Regions from separate parts of the Mus musculus genome. Here all the other regions are linked to region 4. A link is a contact called in public HiChIP or PLAC-seq and promoter capture Hi-C data. All regions are on one chromosome and are shown on one strand. Each heading gives the region's core, a stretch centred on a gene start, on an enhancer-like site or on the middle of the called end of the contact. The rest is flanking DNA. Distances are from core to core; before and after follow the strand shown. Region 1 overlaps Washc4 (WASH complex subunit 4). Region 2 has its middle 80 kb from the start of Gm33919. Region 3 has its middle 12 kb from the start of Gm33919. Region 4 holds the start of Nuak1 (NUAK family, SNF1-like kinase, 1). Region 5 has its middle 44 kb from the start of Gm33919.

Evidence for each region. Promoter capture Hi-C pulls out the DNA fragments that hold promoters and counts their contacts. HiChIP or PLAC-seq counts read pairs in DNA pulled down with a chosen protein or histone mark.
Region 1: a promoter capture Hi-C map of hippocampal neurons shows a contact between it and region 4, with 2.8 times the contacts expected there. The contact joins the enhancer-like site here to the promoter of Nuak1 in region 4. A contact is called at or near these places in 3 of 39 promoter capture datasets (the 3T3-L1 cell line, hippocampal neurons and stem cell-derived epiblast-like cells), 3 of 115 datasets of contacts at active chromatin or transcription factors (astrocytes, embryonic forebrain and forebrain) and 1 of 9 other capture datasets (adipose tissue).
Region 2: a contact with region 4 is called in an H3K4me3 HiChIP or PLAC-seq map of craniofacial prominence, with 5 times the contacts expected there. The contact joins the enhancer-like site here to the promoter of Nuak1 in region 4. A contact is called at or near these places in 16 of 39 promoter capture datasets (the 3T3-L1 cell line, the C10 cell line, the HPC-7 cell line and 9 more), 2 of 484 Hi-C or Micro-C datasets (bone marrow-derived macrophages and uterus), 29 of 115 datasets of contacts at active chromatin or transcription factors (the NIH/3T3 cell line, SST interneurons, VIP interneurons and 22 more) and 3 of 9 other capture datasets (adipose tissue, macrophages and pancreatic islet).
Region 3: an H3K4me3 HiChIP or PLAC-seq map of embryonic limb bud shows a contact between it and region 4, with 5 times the contacts expected there. The contact joins the enhancer-like site here to the promoter of Nuak1 in region 4. A contact is called at or near these places in 11 of 39 promoter capture datasets (the C10 cell line, the HPC-7 cell line, cranial neural crest and 7 more), 2 of 15 datasets of contacts at CTCF or cohesin (large pre-B cells and pro-B cells), 15 of 484 Hi-C or Micro-C datasets (LSK cells, MC3T3-E1-derived osteoblasts, adipose-derived mesenchymal stem cells and 9 more), 22 of 115 datasets of contacts at active chromatin or transcription factors (the NIH/3T3 cell line, SST interneurons, VIP interneurons and 16 more) and 1 of 9 other capture datasets (embryonic stem cells).
Region 5: a contact with region 4 is called in an H3K4me3 HiChIP or PLAC-seq map of craniofacial prominence, with 6 times the contacts expected there. The contact joins the enhancer-like site here to the promoter of Nuak1 in region 4. A contact is called at or near these places in 19 of 39 promoter capture datasets (the 3T3-L1 cell line, 3T3-L1-derived adipocytes, the C10 cell line and 12 more), 2 of 15 datasets of contacts at CTCF or cohesin (large pre-B cells and pro-B cells), 3 of 484 Hi-C or Micro-C datasets (bone marrow-derived macrophages, cortical neurons and uterus), 21 of 115 datasets of contacts at active chromatin or transcription factors (the NIH/3T3 cell line, cardiomyocytes, craniofacial prominence and 16 more) and 1 of 9 other capture datasets (embryonic stem cells).

The regions. Positions count from the first base shown.
Region 1 is chr10:83,591,477-83,594,197 of GRCm38.p6, forward strand. Washc4 (WASH complex subunit 4) reads left to right here. Exons shown (of 33, transcript NM_001033375.2): 32 at 213-312; 33 at 2,695-2,721. Among named protein-coding and RNA genes, the nearest start is that of Washc4, 49 kb to the left of the region's middle. Within about 2 kb of position 1,350, at least 3 of the 459 cell types and tissues checked have an H3K27ac peak or open chromatin away from gene starts, as enhancers often do. A contact at or near this core is called in hippocampal neurons, where this site is marked.
Region 2 is chr10:83,845,289-83,847,988 of GRCm38.p6, forward strand. No RefSeq gene overlaps it. Among named protein-coding and RNA genes, the nearest start is that of Gm33919, 80 kb to the right of the region's middle. Within about 2 kb of position 1,308, at least 14 of the 459 cell types and tissues checked have an H3K27ac peak or open chromatin away from gene starts, as enhancers often do. A contact at or near this core is called in craniofacial prominence and extraembryonic endoderm stem cells, where this site is marked.
Region 3 is chr10:83,913,684-83,916,506 of GRCm38.p6, forward strand. No RefSeq gene overlaps it. Among named protein-coding and RNA genes, the nearest start is that of Gm33919, 12 kb to the right of the region's middle. Within about 2 kb of position 1,403, at least 45 of the 459 cell types and tissues checked have an H3K27ac peak or open chromatin away from gene starts, as enhancers often do. A contact at or near this core is called in craniofacial prominence, embryonic limb bud, extraembryonic endoderm stem cells and 3 more, where this site is marked.
Region 4 is chr10:84,439,305-84,442,025 of GRCm38.p6, forward strand. Nuak1 (NUAK family, SNF1-like kinase, 1) reads right to left here and starts at 1,364. Exons shown (of 7, transcript NM_001004363.2): 1 at 811-1,364. The coding sequence starts at 1,053.
Region 5 is chr10:83,881,176-83,883,875 of GRCm38.p6, forward strand. No RefSeq gene overlaps it. Among named protein-coding and RNA genes, the nearest start is that of Gm33919, 44 kb to the right of the region's middle. Within about 2 kb of position 1,261, at least 27 of the 459 cell types and tissues checked have an H3K27ac peak or open chromatin away from gene starts, as enhancers often do. A contact at or near this core is called in craniofacial prominence and embryonic limb bud, where this site is marked.

The sequences.
Region 1 (2,721 bases), core at 100-2,599, 850 kb before region 4:
TCTACCCAGAGTCAGTGATAGACCACGCCTCAACACACAAGTGGAGAGAGAGTAGCCTAGGAGGCTACACCTCCATACACACACCCACATGCATGGATACCCAGCCACACATGTAAACGCGCATGTACACACCAAGCACATGTGCACAAGACAGTACTACCTTACTGTTTCCCCATAACTAATTTTCTTTTTATTTCAAATTTCTCATGTAGGAATTTGAGCTGCTGTATTTCTCCTTGAGCAGTGCAAGAATATTCTTCAGAGCAGACAAGACCGCAGCTGAAGAGAACCAAGAAAAGAAAGAGAAGGAAGGTCAGTGCGTGGTGTCAGCGTGCAAAGACCCCAAGTCTTGACAGCATACATGAGTGTCCCACTGTCTTGTTAGGTGTCTCGTTTACTTAATCTTCTGGAAAACAATACAGCTCTAGAAATGTGTGGGTCCCATGAGATAGAGAAGAAAGGTCCTGTAACAGAAACAAGTTTAACAAGCAGATTCTTGGGTGATGTTGAGGAATCGGGAGGGAAGGGAGCTGATGGACTGCAGCTGGAGACGGCTGTGCGGAGCAGGCGGTTGGGACAGCAGTGGAGTGAGGAGCTGTCACTTCCTGGGCTCCTGAGGGCCTGATAGACAGCATCCACTGTCTGCATGGGAGGTCCCGAGCATCATGCAGCAGTGCTGTGCCTGATGGTTGTTTCCATCTGAGCCGCAAGGACAGCCTTGTGCCCACTCTGGTGGGGTGAAGGAACCTCACACACCTTATTCTTTGTAGAAGAGCCTTGCTCAGCATCATAGTTAGTGTCTCCATTTCTATCAAACCTGACATGGAAGGGTGATTGTCTTCTCTGAGGAATAGATGGTTCCTTTTTTTCTGTCATGGAAATCATGAAATTTCGTTACAGGAACTAGGTGATGTTTAGTTTTATGGGTTTTTTTCATAAATTGAGATGTATAATATTTTCAGAAAATAAGGTGGTGCTTAAAATGTTTTTTATTTTAAAGTACCCCTCTCCATCTTTGTCACAAGTGAGCAGTTCATGTGGGTAGACACTTAAGTGAAGTAGTTATTCTTGTCAGTGTTGCATATGTTAAATGTTACTCTCCAGGGTTAGGTATTAGAAGCATATCCAGGTATCTTTGAATCTGGACACTTCGTGTATTTAAGCCATAACTTGTCCATACTGTTGTTTGGGTTCTTGCTCAAAATAACATATCCCGGCAGATGCATCTGAACTGTGAGCTGGGACCATGTAAAGTGACAGTTGTGACTTTGAGTTTGCTAAGGCATCTATCTCATGGCACAGCAGACCGAGCAGATGGCAGGTGGGCTATGGAGCTGCTCTGGGGCCTGCAGCATGAAGACAGCAGGAGCCTCCCTGGCCTTCAGGCTCATGCTGTAGCGCTCTTGTCTTGTTCTTCAGGGACTGCTTGATGGCGTTACTCACGTGCCTCGTCAGTTTTCTTTTTAAGACTGTTGGGCTACAATTTGCTTAGTGATGAGAGTTGCTTAAATTAGTTACATTAGTTTAATAACTGACATCTGCTCATGTATGATATATACACATGACAGTTTGCACCAAGTGCCAAGGATTTGTTTGCACAAATAATAAAATGTTGTTTTTAAAAAAAACTATAGCCAAGTAGTGATGGCTCACACTTTTAATCCCAGCACTCAGTGGCAGAAGTAGGAGGCTCTCTGAGTTCGAGGCCTGCCTGGGCTACAAAAACAAAACAAAAAGTAAATAAAAATAAATTATGAGCTGGGTGCAATGGCTCATGCCTGTAACCTCAGTATTTCAGGGGCTGACACAGAAAGATCACTGAGTTCAAGGCTACCCTGGGCTCTACATTTGAGCTCTAGACCAGGCTGGCTTGCAGAGCCTTGGAGAATAAAATGAGGAGCAGGGAGACTATTCAGAGGGAAATGCTTAGAGAACTTGAGTTCAGGTTTCCAGCATGCATGTAAAATCCAGGCATGTCTGCAAGCCCAGCCCACCCATGGGGATTCACTGGCCACCCTGTATAGCTAAGCAGAGAGCCCCAAGGTCTATTAGAGTCCCTGCTTCATGGGGCAGGAGAGCTGTCTCCACAGTTAAACGCGCTGGCTGCTCTTCCAAATAACCTGGGTTTGGGTTCACTTCCCAGCACCTGCATGGCAGTTCACAACCATCTAACTCCAGTTCCAGGGGATCTCATGCCTTCTTCTGGCCTCTGCACCTGCCATACATTTAGGCAAGTACCCATACCCATAAAATTAAAAAATTAAATTTAAAAGATGAGGAGAATGATAGGGGTACACAGCCAGTGTTTGTTATCTGGCTTCTTCCAGATGTGAGTGTGTGCATGCATTCACATACATGTGTACATGTACACCTATACCACACACACAAAGGAAGTAAAATAAGTACTCAGTACTGCTGGCTAGGCACTCACCTGGGCTATTCAGACTCTCACATTCTAGCTGCATTTCCATCAGTAATGGCAATACATCACAAAGGTGATTTCCTGTGTGATCAAGATGGATGGAAGATTTCTCTACATACTTAAAAGTAAACTAACTAGTATAATTTGTGATGTTAGGAAAACGTTTTATAGATACAACTTTTTAACTGACATTTAGTACTATAGCTTTTCTCATATTTATTATCTTAAAGTTGACATAATTTTTCTATTGATGTTTGTACTTGTGCTTTCAGAAGAAACTAAAACAAGCAATGGAGATG
Region 2 (2,700 bases), core at 58-2,557, 590 kb before region 4:
CTGATAAAGTTCAAATAAATTCATTTTCAGAGAAAGAGAGAGATAGAGATAGAGAGAAGCAGGGGTGGGGTGTGGGTGTGTGTGTGTGTGGGAGACTGGCCAAACTGCCTTTTGGGCCATGGTGAGGCAACTTATTACAGCAGGAAATATGGCAAACTCCCTGTCTCATGGCTAGGACTGAAAGCACTAGAAAGTAAAAGAAAGAGACCGAGGTCCCACAAATACTTTTGAGGCTGTCTACCAGCCTCAAAAACCTCTCACTCACCCTAACTTCTTAATAGTTTCCACTGTTTTCCAACAATGTCAACCTGAGGACTGACCCTATAACACCAGCCTTTGGGGAACATTCTAGATCTAACCTCTAGCACATAGCTACAGACGATCTGCTATTCTAGAACTTCTCAAAAATGTTAAGGGAATGTAGAACATTTTTGAATCAGAATCAGATGAGTTGTTCCAGGTGACATTGACTCCCCCCACTGCCAACCTCATCTCCCTCCCCACCTGCCCCAGACCGCTGCCCTAGGTAGTGAGTAGTTACTGAAGTTCTAGGGCATTTCCCAGACATTGCTGCATTTCATCCTCACACCTTAGAAAGATGATTATTACAATTTCCTCTTTTCCAAATGAAGAAACCAAGTCTTGGTAGAATTTTGAGAAAGAACAGAAATGCTCAATTAAAAGGTATGCTATATGCATGGTTAATGTAGACTGATACTAGAATCTGTCAACCATAATAATTAAAAAAAATATATCCTAAAAGCAATGGTATTCCTGAAAGCCCTATGGAACTCTGGGTGTGCCTCAGTACTGTGATTGGGGTTTTTGGATTGTACAGTAATCTGTGCCTTCAATGGTCCTTATGTTATTTTGGAACTCTGTAAACAGAAAAACCACGTAACAAAATACAGTTCTTGCTCACAGCCAATGCCAGTGAACTTAGGGTGGAGGACTCTGGTCACTGAGCCCGTTTTCAGATGGGCATCCATTAGCCTTGCTGATGCCCTGCATATAGGTCTCCTCTTTGAGTTCTCCTGTGAACCAGTTTAACACCTCTGGCTCCCTTGTCAATTGGTGGATGCACTAAAATCTGAGGCATATGTCCTGTTTATATTTGTAAGAAAGTCACATTTTTTTTTACCAGTTTAAAAGAGAATGCCCAAACTGTGTGAAAAGAGTTTAATGCTGGAAGCACTTCATGTTTTGAGCCCCCAGAAAAGATTAGCAGGCTCATCTCAGGCTCTCCCTGCTCTCAACTGATTAGATTTTATGAGCACATACCTGACATTCCTCCAGCAATGTTAAGCCCCCCATTGTTTTCTTTCTGGAGCTATCTGGTAACAGGGCTGTCAGTTAAGTGCAGGCTGGGCAATTAGGCTCCCTAACTTCTTCCTGACTAAAATGCCAGTACAAATATTTAACAGCAAGAAGGGACTGAAGAGAAATAGGGGCCAATTAACGGGAGATAATTTGATGTTACAATGGCACGAGGGTGACTTCTCATTGAAGGTGTTTGGGATCAGACGCAATTAACTTTACCTTAGCCCTTTAGGCCCTTGGGGGTTTCAGGCACCAAATCTTCATGGGTCACCCTAGGGGTCTTTGTGGACTTGAGACTCCTGCAGTCGTAAAATACCAAGCCCAGAGCAGTATAGATGGCATGCTCAGGGCCTTAGCATAAGCCAAACCAAGCCAAAGAAAAAACTCAGATGTATGTAGAAGATTATCAGGTAACGCTTCAATTCAAAGTTTAAGTCAAACAAAACTTGGTTGGGTCACGTGGCAAAAGCAGTGTGAGATCAGGAGTGGTGGAGAGACTAGGAGTTAGTTAGACAGACACCCTGGTGGGCAGACAGCTATGGAGAGGGGCCTTGGCTAAGCAATAAAGGTGCCGAACAGCCAAGGTGGCGGCTTCTTCCTCACCCTCCTGACTTGAGACAGAAGCCTGGTGGCATAGAGCAAAGACTGTAGGCTTTTGTCCCTCAGCAGCAGGGCCTGGGCTGATGGGCTAGTTCAACAAACAGAAGGCAGGCTCAGGACATGCTACACAACAGTAGTGGGCCAATCATCTGTCTCTCTTCAAACTGACCAACCCTAGCTTACAGGAGAACAACTCTTCAGAGGCATTAAAAGTTCCCGAGTCCCCCACTGCTCTGCAGAGGAACTTTTAATAAACCCCTTTCTCCACCTGCTGATTCTGCCTGCTCCTGTTTATGGTGGTCAAGATTCTCCACAGAGACCTGGTCCACGTGAGTTTTTTGTCCTGCCTTTTCACCCTTTAATTGGCAGAGAAAACAAACCTGAACAGGACCCCCTGTATCATGGCTTCATCCAGGAGCTTCAAAGATGTAACACCTGTCTGTCCTCCTCTTTGTTGAGCTGCCTCTGGGTTTTAATTTTGGAGACTTTCCCTTGGAGGGCCCCAGGCCTTTCCATTCTTATCATCTCCCTCCCCAGTTCCACAGGGGAAAGAGTCCAGTTCTAATCAATGCTTCCTAGTTGCTTAAACCAAAGTCTCCAGATTCACTTCTGTCAGACAGAATGATTCAATTCTCTGTAGGTCAAATAAGAACCGGGCTTTCTGTGGATACTAAAGGATCTAACAAGGTCTTTGTGTGGATTATGTTTTTAAAAAGATATCTTTATCTCTCCTCCCACCTTAGGGAATGTCTTCTTCTTTAAGCTTCCTTCCAGTACCCT
Region 3 (2,823 bases), core at 153-2,652, 530 kb before region 4:
GCAATGGTGTCAGCGTTTGGATGCTGATTATGGGGTGGATCCCTGGCTATGGCAGTCTCTACATGGTCCATCCTTTCATCTCAACTCAAGGAGAATGAAGACTGAAGTGTGGACACTATGCCCCTCCTTAGATTTGGGAACAAAACACCCATGGAAGGAGTTACAGAGACGGAGTTTGGAGCTGAGATGAAAGGATGGACCATGTAGAGACTGCCTTTCTTACTTTTCATCCTGGTGTTTTACTACACCTATAGAATCTCTAACTCAGACACCTCTAGGTTGCTTTTGTTTACAATGTTTTATTATAGCAACAGGAGGAAAACCAGAGCAGAAACAGCAATACATGAAAACCTGACCATTGGCTCAGGTCTACAGAGCAGCTCTCAGAAGCAGGGTGCTATTTCGATCTTTTTAAAGATGGAAACTGGTATCGAGTACATGTTAGAACTGCCACAGGGGTTCACTGTGTGTTTGATGCTGAAGTCCTAGGAGTGAAGAAAATTATTGCTAGAGCCCAGTGTGCTGTAGATATGTGATACAGTTTTATTGTCAGATCAATGACACAGACCTGAGGTTAGAGATGAGCTATGCTAGGTACTTTTATCAGCACAGAGCATGCCTGTCTCATGAGATACTGGTGTTAGGTAGGTATATTGAAATAATAATGTTAGGTCTGTAAAAGCACAGAGCCCTGTGTAAAAGGGCAATGTTAAGCATTGTGCAGGTGAAATAAAAGTCAATTTTAGATCATTGGAACTCAACGTCAAACAGAATCTCTGAAATATCCCCTTCAAATTAAACACTGTTCACTACCTGGAACCAGTTGGTGTTTGTGAATAGCACGGCCAAATGTTCCCTCCGTTCAGTGGGTGTCAGCCTGCTGCTGCTGAACGTGACAGGTAGGGTCGCCATCAAGGAAGGGAAGTGAAACTTTACGATCTAACAACTCTGGGAGTCAAAAAAAAAAGCCAACAATTTACTTGCTCTTTAACTTAAAGGTATTAAAATATGCAAAGCGAGTGTGTCCATCTGACTCAGCCAAAGCATCCAGAACCTGGCTGTTTACAGAGGTGCAATCCCAGGTGGAACCACAGAAGCTCTAAATTGGACATCAGAATATTTATGACCCTTTTGGCAGCTTTCTGGGGACGGAGACAGATCTGGGAGCCCCTCTCCAGCTGTCCTGGTCATTGCTTAATCTAGTTGACAATCGGCTCAGCACACAAAGCAGACAGAGGCATCACTCTGCTAGCAAGCCCTCTGCCCTCCTGTCTCCGGAAGAATGTGAGCTGACGGGGACACAATTAAAAGGGGATTGATTTATTGAGCTGGAATGCTCCAACCGCCCCTGCCCCTCCTAATCTCAGCATCTCTCTGCCTCATGCAATCACAGTTTCCAAACAAGAGCCAGCCTACACAATCATCAGGCAGCCAAAGGAATTCCTCCTTTAGGAAAGGTAGCTTCGCCCCAGGAGCCCATAAAGCAAAAACCACATAAAAGAAGTCCTGTCCTTCATGAGGGCCTGGATAAGGATCTGGAATTCAGCAGGGAGGGACATCTAAACCCAGAAAGCAGGCAGTGGTGATGAAAACTGCTAAGCTTGGCTTAGAGGCGTGGGGGTGGGAGATGAAGGGGTTAAGAAGTAGTTGTGGGCAGAGAGCCCTCCTTCTGTCTTTTATATGATGAAACTGTAAATTTCTGTTGGAAATCAAGGCTTTGGAATGTTGATGGGGGTTAGGGGGGCGAAGCTGGTGGGATTCCAGGGGAGAAAGAAGTCCCTGGATTTGAAATTAGTTCTCTCTTTGAACTGTTTCATCAAACCGACAAGCTAGTCTGAGGCCTGCACACAAATGGAATTGTTTCTAACTGTTGGGTTCTGAGGGGGCCGCCTAATAAATGCCCACTTCTCTTCCTACCAGAGACCTTGGCCTTTGCTACTGAGATCCTCGGGCAATCCGTGGGTGATGCTGGGAATCACGGCCGCTATTTGTGGCTGCTGGATTTCTTGCTCCATAGCTCCCAACCTACAAAGATGACTGACCCCACTCTCAGCAGGCCAGGAAAGGTCCAGGGAGATGTGCTGTGGGGAAGGGATAAAGACGAAGCCCTTGCAGACAAACTGGCTGCACCCATGAGAAAGAAAATGACACTGGGGTGTGGGTATGATTTCCTCTGCAAAGTTATCAGAATAAAGCAGTCACTTCCTGTCCTGGGGCATACTGGACTGAGTGAGGGGCATAGAGAAAACAGAATTGAGTTGGGCCCTCTCCTGCACAGAAAGAACCACAATTTAGGAAGAAGGACCGCGTTTGAAATTAAGGACATCCAAAAATTAGTAGTAATGATGCAGAATGAGAAAAACAAACAAACATCCAGGGATTGTGACTGCTCTTAGGTATGATGAAGGAGAAGGCTTATTGAAGATGTGAGGGAGAGCAGCGACAGAGACAGAGGCAGAGACGTCTAGGAGAGTCCAGAGTGAGCTGGGACAAGTGAGGAGGAAGTGGGATGGGAGACGGGAGAAGTCGGACAGTCACAGCCAAATGGCTGGATAACATAGGAAAGAGCCACAAGAGAAGGAGAGCCCAGCCCCTGGGCTGGAGAGTTCAGGGGAAAGGGTGTGGTATGTCCTGAAATGTAGGGCAGGGACTGAGGGATGCTGGGAGAACCTGGCCGGCAGGTTCACTTTGATGTTACATTGGCACCACGTTTAGCCAACTGTCCCGGATTTGAGACCAGGCAGACACTAATAATGAGGTCAGAGGTCACAGTCTCCTCAGTATTATTCTGGTTCGATTCCAGGCATAATTTCTTAACCTCAT
Region 4 (2,721 bases), core at 114-2,613:
ACCGACAACAATCCAAAACTGGGACAATACTGAGCCCCCGAGGCACCTGGCAGAGCTTCAGCTGTATCGGGTGCGGCCGGCCAGACCCCTTGAACAATTTAAGTAGTCCTGAAGCCAGGACCTGGTAAGGCAAGCGAGCCTGCTGCAAATCAACTCTGGGACTGAATGGCCACCCCTGCCAGGGACATGTCATGCTTGCCAGAGGCGGGAATGCAAGCTGTCAAGAAACCTCAGACATTCAGTAGAAGCTTTTAGGTTTGATAGACAGGAGGAGTCTGTCTTTTGCAGCAAGAGCAGCATCAGGGTAAGCAAGCATCCCAGTGGAAAGGAGAAGTGGGACTGCAGGTAGATGGGAAAGAAGCGGGGGTCCTGAGCAACTACAGGACACCACACTTTCGAGCCCAGCTTCATGGCTGATAATGTAGGTCTTTTTGGAGTTTGTACAAATAAGGAACTCCCGGACAAGGTCTGAAGGTGTGTCTTTGGGGAAGACCCCATGTTCTCAAAGCTGCAAAATGTGAATCCTAAACACTACTTTGCTAGCTGGGGTAAAAAATAAAAAAATAAAAAAGGTGGGGTGAGAGAAGCCCCCAAAATATGTGCAGACAAGATGTAACAAGTGTTTTCGGAGATATACACCTGAGTCACGGGGTGCTGAAAGGAAAGTGAGGAGTCTGACTGGGGGCTTCTGCTGAAACCTTTCTAGAGAAGGGAGCCCCGGTGGCGTGGTGCCCCCAGACCGTCTCCCCGCCCCCATCTTGGGCCACCAGGGAACCAGCTCGAACCCCTCCAGGAATTTCCCTTACTCACCACTCGGCCTGAAAACCTCTCGGTGGCTCTCTTGACTTTGCCGTAGGTACCTTTGCCCAGGGTCTCTTGCAGCTCATAGCGATGCTTCAAGTTGTGTTTGTGGTGATGTCGCTTCACCCCGTGCGGCTTCCTGGGCTCCACTGGGGCTGCAGTCGCCCCGGCCACCGCCTCCAGCGGAGAGCCCGGCAAGCCGGTCTCTACAGCAGGGCCATCCCCTGCCGCGGACACTGCCGCCCCTTCCATGACCAAGCGCAGGGCGAGCCGAGTTGGAGAGGGCAGGTCCCGGCACAGGGGCTCGGGGTGGTCCCCACCGAGGGAAACCGGGGTGCGTTCAAGGTCGCCCCCGCAGCAGCATTGCTGAGACGACCCGACCTGGCTCTGGCTGCCGCTGGGGCACTAGCGGCGGCGGCGGCGGCGACTGCACATCTGGCGTCCCGGGCGCGCACGCTCGGCGCACCGCCCCCTGGCCAGCCGCGGCAATCTGCGGAGCGTCCGGCGAGGTGGCAGCGATGTCAGGGGAGGCGGTGGTGTTGGCGAGAAGGAGGGGAGAGGGTGGCTCCGCGCGCTGGAGAGGAGTGTTATGTGGGGCGCCGCGCCCCCCGCCCCCGCGCCGGGAGGACGCGCAGACGGGGCGGGGCGAGAGGGGAACGCGGGGCGGGCGCCCGGGTGTCCCCACCTCCGCGCCGGGCCACCGAGCAGGGAGGGGGCGGGGTGCGTGTCGTTGTTCACTCTTTGTGCGGCGCGGCGCAGGCCGGGGCGGCGGCCCGGCTGCTTTGTCCTCGCCGGGTGGGGACGCAAGGTCCCGGGTGGGTCGAGGTGGAGGGGTTGGGGATCGTCAGTGCTCTTGTCCCCTCCCCGAGCGTCCCGCACTCACCCTCCGGAACTACTGCGGGCCGTCCGCAGCTAGCTTGGGCCGATCGGCCTCGGATAAAGGTCGCAGGTCCCCGAGGCCGCAGAGGCGACAACGCACAGAGCCAGGCTCACGCTCTGTGGCCCGGGGCTGTAGCCTCCTGGGCCACCCTTCTTCATGTTTGTTATGGTGTGGCGGAGGCCGCCAGGCTCGCTGGAGCAGGGGGAGGCTGGGTTGAAAGGAGGCCCAGCGGTGTTGGGTTACCGGCGGTGAGTCACAGTCCCCTCCAGCCGCCGAGGCCCTGCAGGCCCCCAGCTCCGGCACGGTCAGGGCAGGGCCCTCCTGGAGCAACCGCGGAGCCTGGAAAGTCCCCGAGAGGGATGCTTCGGAACCCCGGCTCTCTCAGGGAGAAAGGCGGAGTCAGGAACGAAGGGAGGCTCGAAGGAGGAACCCGGCCCTTCTCCAGGGCTCCGATCTCCCGGTAAAGTTCGGGAGTCCAACAGGGACCAACACCTAAGAGGAGGGAAGTGGGGGCCTGGATGGAGCTGGGTCCCCTGAGCTGCCCAGCGCCATTGGAAAGACCCCTTTCCGACAAACCAAGGCTCTGAGATAAGCCTAGGCCTTGGCCTGCTGAGCAGTTCCTTGTCCAAGCCAGAGGCCACTTGCAGGCCTCTTGACCCCCTCAGGCGATGGGAATTTTCCTTTGACTAAAACGGCCAGATCTCACCCCACCAGGTGAAGGTCAGGCAGGAAGGCCTCCCAGCAAGGCTGCCCTGGTTCTCCTGAGATGAAGGGAGGAAAAATAAGACATGAAAAAATTAAAGGTATCTTGAGAAATTTTTTAAAGTAATTTCACATAAATTACATTGTTCCACACTAGGGTGGGAAGACCGACCAGGAAGAGCATCTGGTGTAGTCTCCAAGTACTGGCACTTCCTTCTGCAGCCCTCAGGTTCCTCCCGCCCTCCAAATTCCTTCTGACTTCACTCTTGTCTACTTCTCACCTTACACTGGACTCTAGCAACAGCCTGTCTTCTCGAGACGCCCCTCGCCCCCACCCC
Region 5 (2,700 bases), core at 11-2,510, 560 kb before region 4:
TTTTCAGGGATCTCCTCTGGACAGATGAGAAAAGGAAACCTGAAGAGGTTAGGACAGAGACAACAGGGACTGGATGGAGTTTGAACCCTAAGAGTCATGTTTATAGAATCTGTGTGTGTTGCACACATCGTTGTGTGTGTATGTGGTTTTGTGTGTGTGTTTCTGTGTGGTGTGGTATGTGTGTGGTGTGTATGTGGTTTGTGTATGTGTGTTTCTGTGTGGTATGGTGTGTGTGTGTGTGTGTGTGTGTGTGTGTGTGTGTGAGAGAGAGAGAGAGAGAGAGAGAGAGAGAGAGAGAGAGAGAAAGAGAAAGAGTACATGTGGAAGGCAGAAATTTTGCTGGTGTCTCCTACCTTCCTTTTGGAGACAGGTCTCTTACTGAACCTGGGGCTCCCTCATTAAGGAGTGCAGACCAGCCAGCTAGCTCAGGGATCTTCGTGTCTTTGCCTCCCAGCACTGAGGTTCCAAGCAGGCGCCATGCTTGGCTTCTAATCTGGGTATTGAGAATCTGAAATCAGACCCTCATTCTTGCCTGGCAGGCTTCTTTCCTGACTGAGCCATCTCAGTCCAGAATTTATTACAACCAATACCTAAGCAGCATGACTTAGCACAAGAGCCTTGGGCTTAGAATTACATTGCTTCCCTTGGGGTCCTCTGATCACCTTGATGTGTAAACTGTTAGCAACCCTGGGAGACCTTAAAGACACTGGAGCAGTTTGTGGACTACCCTATCCCTTGAATCTGCCTGCTTCTTGAGGGTGAGAAACAACACTACTTTACCCAAATCACAGGCTCTCTCTCAGTCTCAGTTTCCCCCACTGTCAGGATAGCATTATCTGCCCCCTTCTTTCGTGGCCTATTGTAGAGACCCAAAGCAGCCGGCCAGGGGAAAGGAATTATAAATTGAATAGTGTACCCCACAGGTCAACACCAAACAGTGAACAGAGCATTAAAACTTTAGAGATAATTTGACAAAACAGATAATGTCTTTTATCCCCAGGCCTGGCTGAGCGGGAACTCATGATGCTATGTGCTGTGTAGAAGAACCAGACAGAAGTGCCCTTTTTTTTAAACAAGCAGTTCCTGGAAATCTCCAGCTTTATCAAGGAATTTGGTTGCTTCAGTTCACTGCCTAGTGAAAATATCTGCGCCTTAATGAGGCCCAGACGTGGACACAGTCGCCCACCTCCCCCACTGCGTGGATGAATTTCATACCAAATCTCACCTAAGGAATTCTAGACTTTAAAGATAATAATCAAAACCACCGCTTGCTTCCCTTTGGGATTCTTGCAGATCTGAGAGATCAAAGATGTTCCTCTCACACAGTGAACGCAGACAGAAAGTTAGGTTTCTTGCCTATAAGGGATGAATGTAGGAAACAATGGCCACATGAGTGCTTTTACCCCAGGTAGGTCTGCTCAAAGCCCGTCCATTGATCACTTTCTGACAGCCCTTCTTGCCTCACGCTATCGGTGAAGGCGGCCAGCCTGCTGATACTATTAGCTTCTGTTTCACATACAATTAAACGGACGTCCTCGCTGGTTAATTCTTGGCATACCTAAAAAATAGTTCTCTGTGTCTAGGTGAAGTGGGGATGTTTAAATTCCAAACAACAAGCCATTCCCAAGGGCCTCTCACATGGAGGCTTGTAGGATGGGAATCTGGGCCAAAGGAAGGGCGCCCGCCATGGTGGCCCCTCATTTCGTCTGGGGGAGGCAGCCTGACTTGACTCTCTGCAAGGAGCTGAGAAATAACACAACTCTTGACTTTGAGAGAGCCAGCCACTGCACTCTTTTCCAGTCACTTGGGGAGACCAGGTTGTTTTCATTACACGCTCCTGGAATGCATGGGATCTGCTACAGGTCACCAGGGATTTCACAAACCCCCAAAGCAGGAATGGCAGAAATTTGACTTTTAGAACCCAAAGCATTCTGCTATTTGCTCTCTGCTTGTCCTGCCTTCCTTACAGAAACAGCTGATGGAAGCCTGCAGATTCTTGGAGAAGGCCAGGGAGGACATTGTCTCATAGATGTGCTCCCTGACTCCCTTGGCAAGGGTAACACATCAGTGAGGGCATTCACTCTGAGATGGGGGAGGGGGTGTCTTGAGCTTGGCATCCCGACTTTGCCATGTACTGGCAGAGAGACTTGGAAAATGGCTGAATTCCTTGAGAATTCTGTTTTCTGGCTCTAAAAAAAAAAAAAAAAAAAAAGGCAATTGACATCTTTGAAGCACTGGTAATGAGCTTGCAGGCCCAAGAGATGCCGTGGAAAAACCTGTCAATTTCTCTAGAAAAATGTTTCCTCTGCATAGGAAGCTGGCACTGTCAAACTTCATCTGGGATCCCTTGGTCCTGGAGTTACAAGTGATGGTGAACTGCCTGATGTGGGCACTGGGAACTGAAAAAGGGTTCTCTGTGAGCTTGATTTAGGTAGAAGAGCTGATGTACCCAAATCAGTTTAAGCAGCTTGTAGTGTAGGGAGCTCTTGGCTGCTTGTAGCTACCATGTGCACCAGTGGCTTTGCTGACAAGTGTGGACCAGGATAACCCAGCTCTGAATCAATGCCCAGATTAGTGGGGAAAAATAGTTGGACAATTAATTGCCAAACAGTGGCTCATTGTGGAGTTCAGGTTAGCCTTGAACTTCCAGGGTTTTGAGTTATCAAATTCTTGCAATAAACATGTTTTGAGTAAATAATA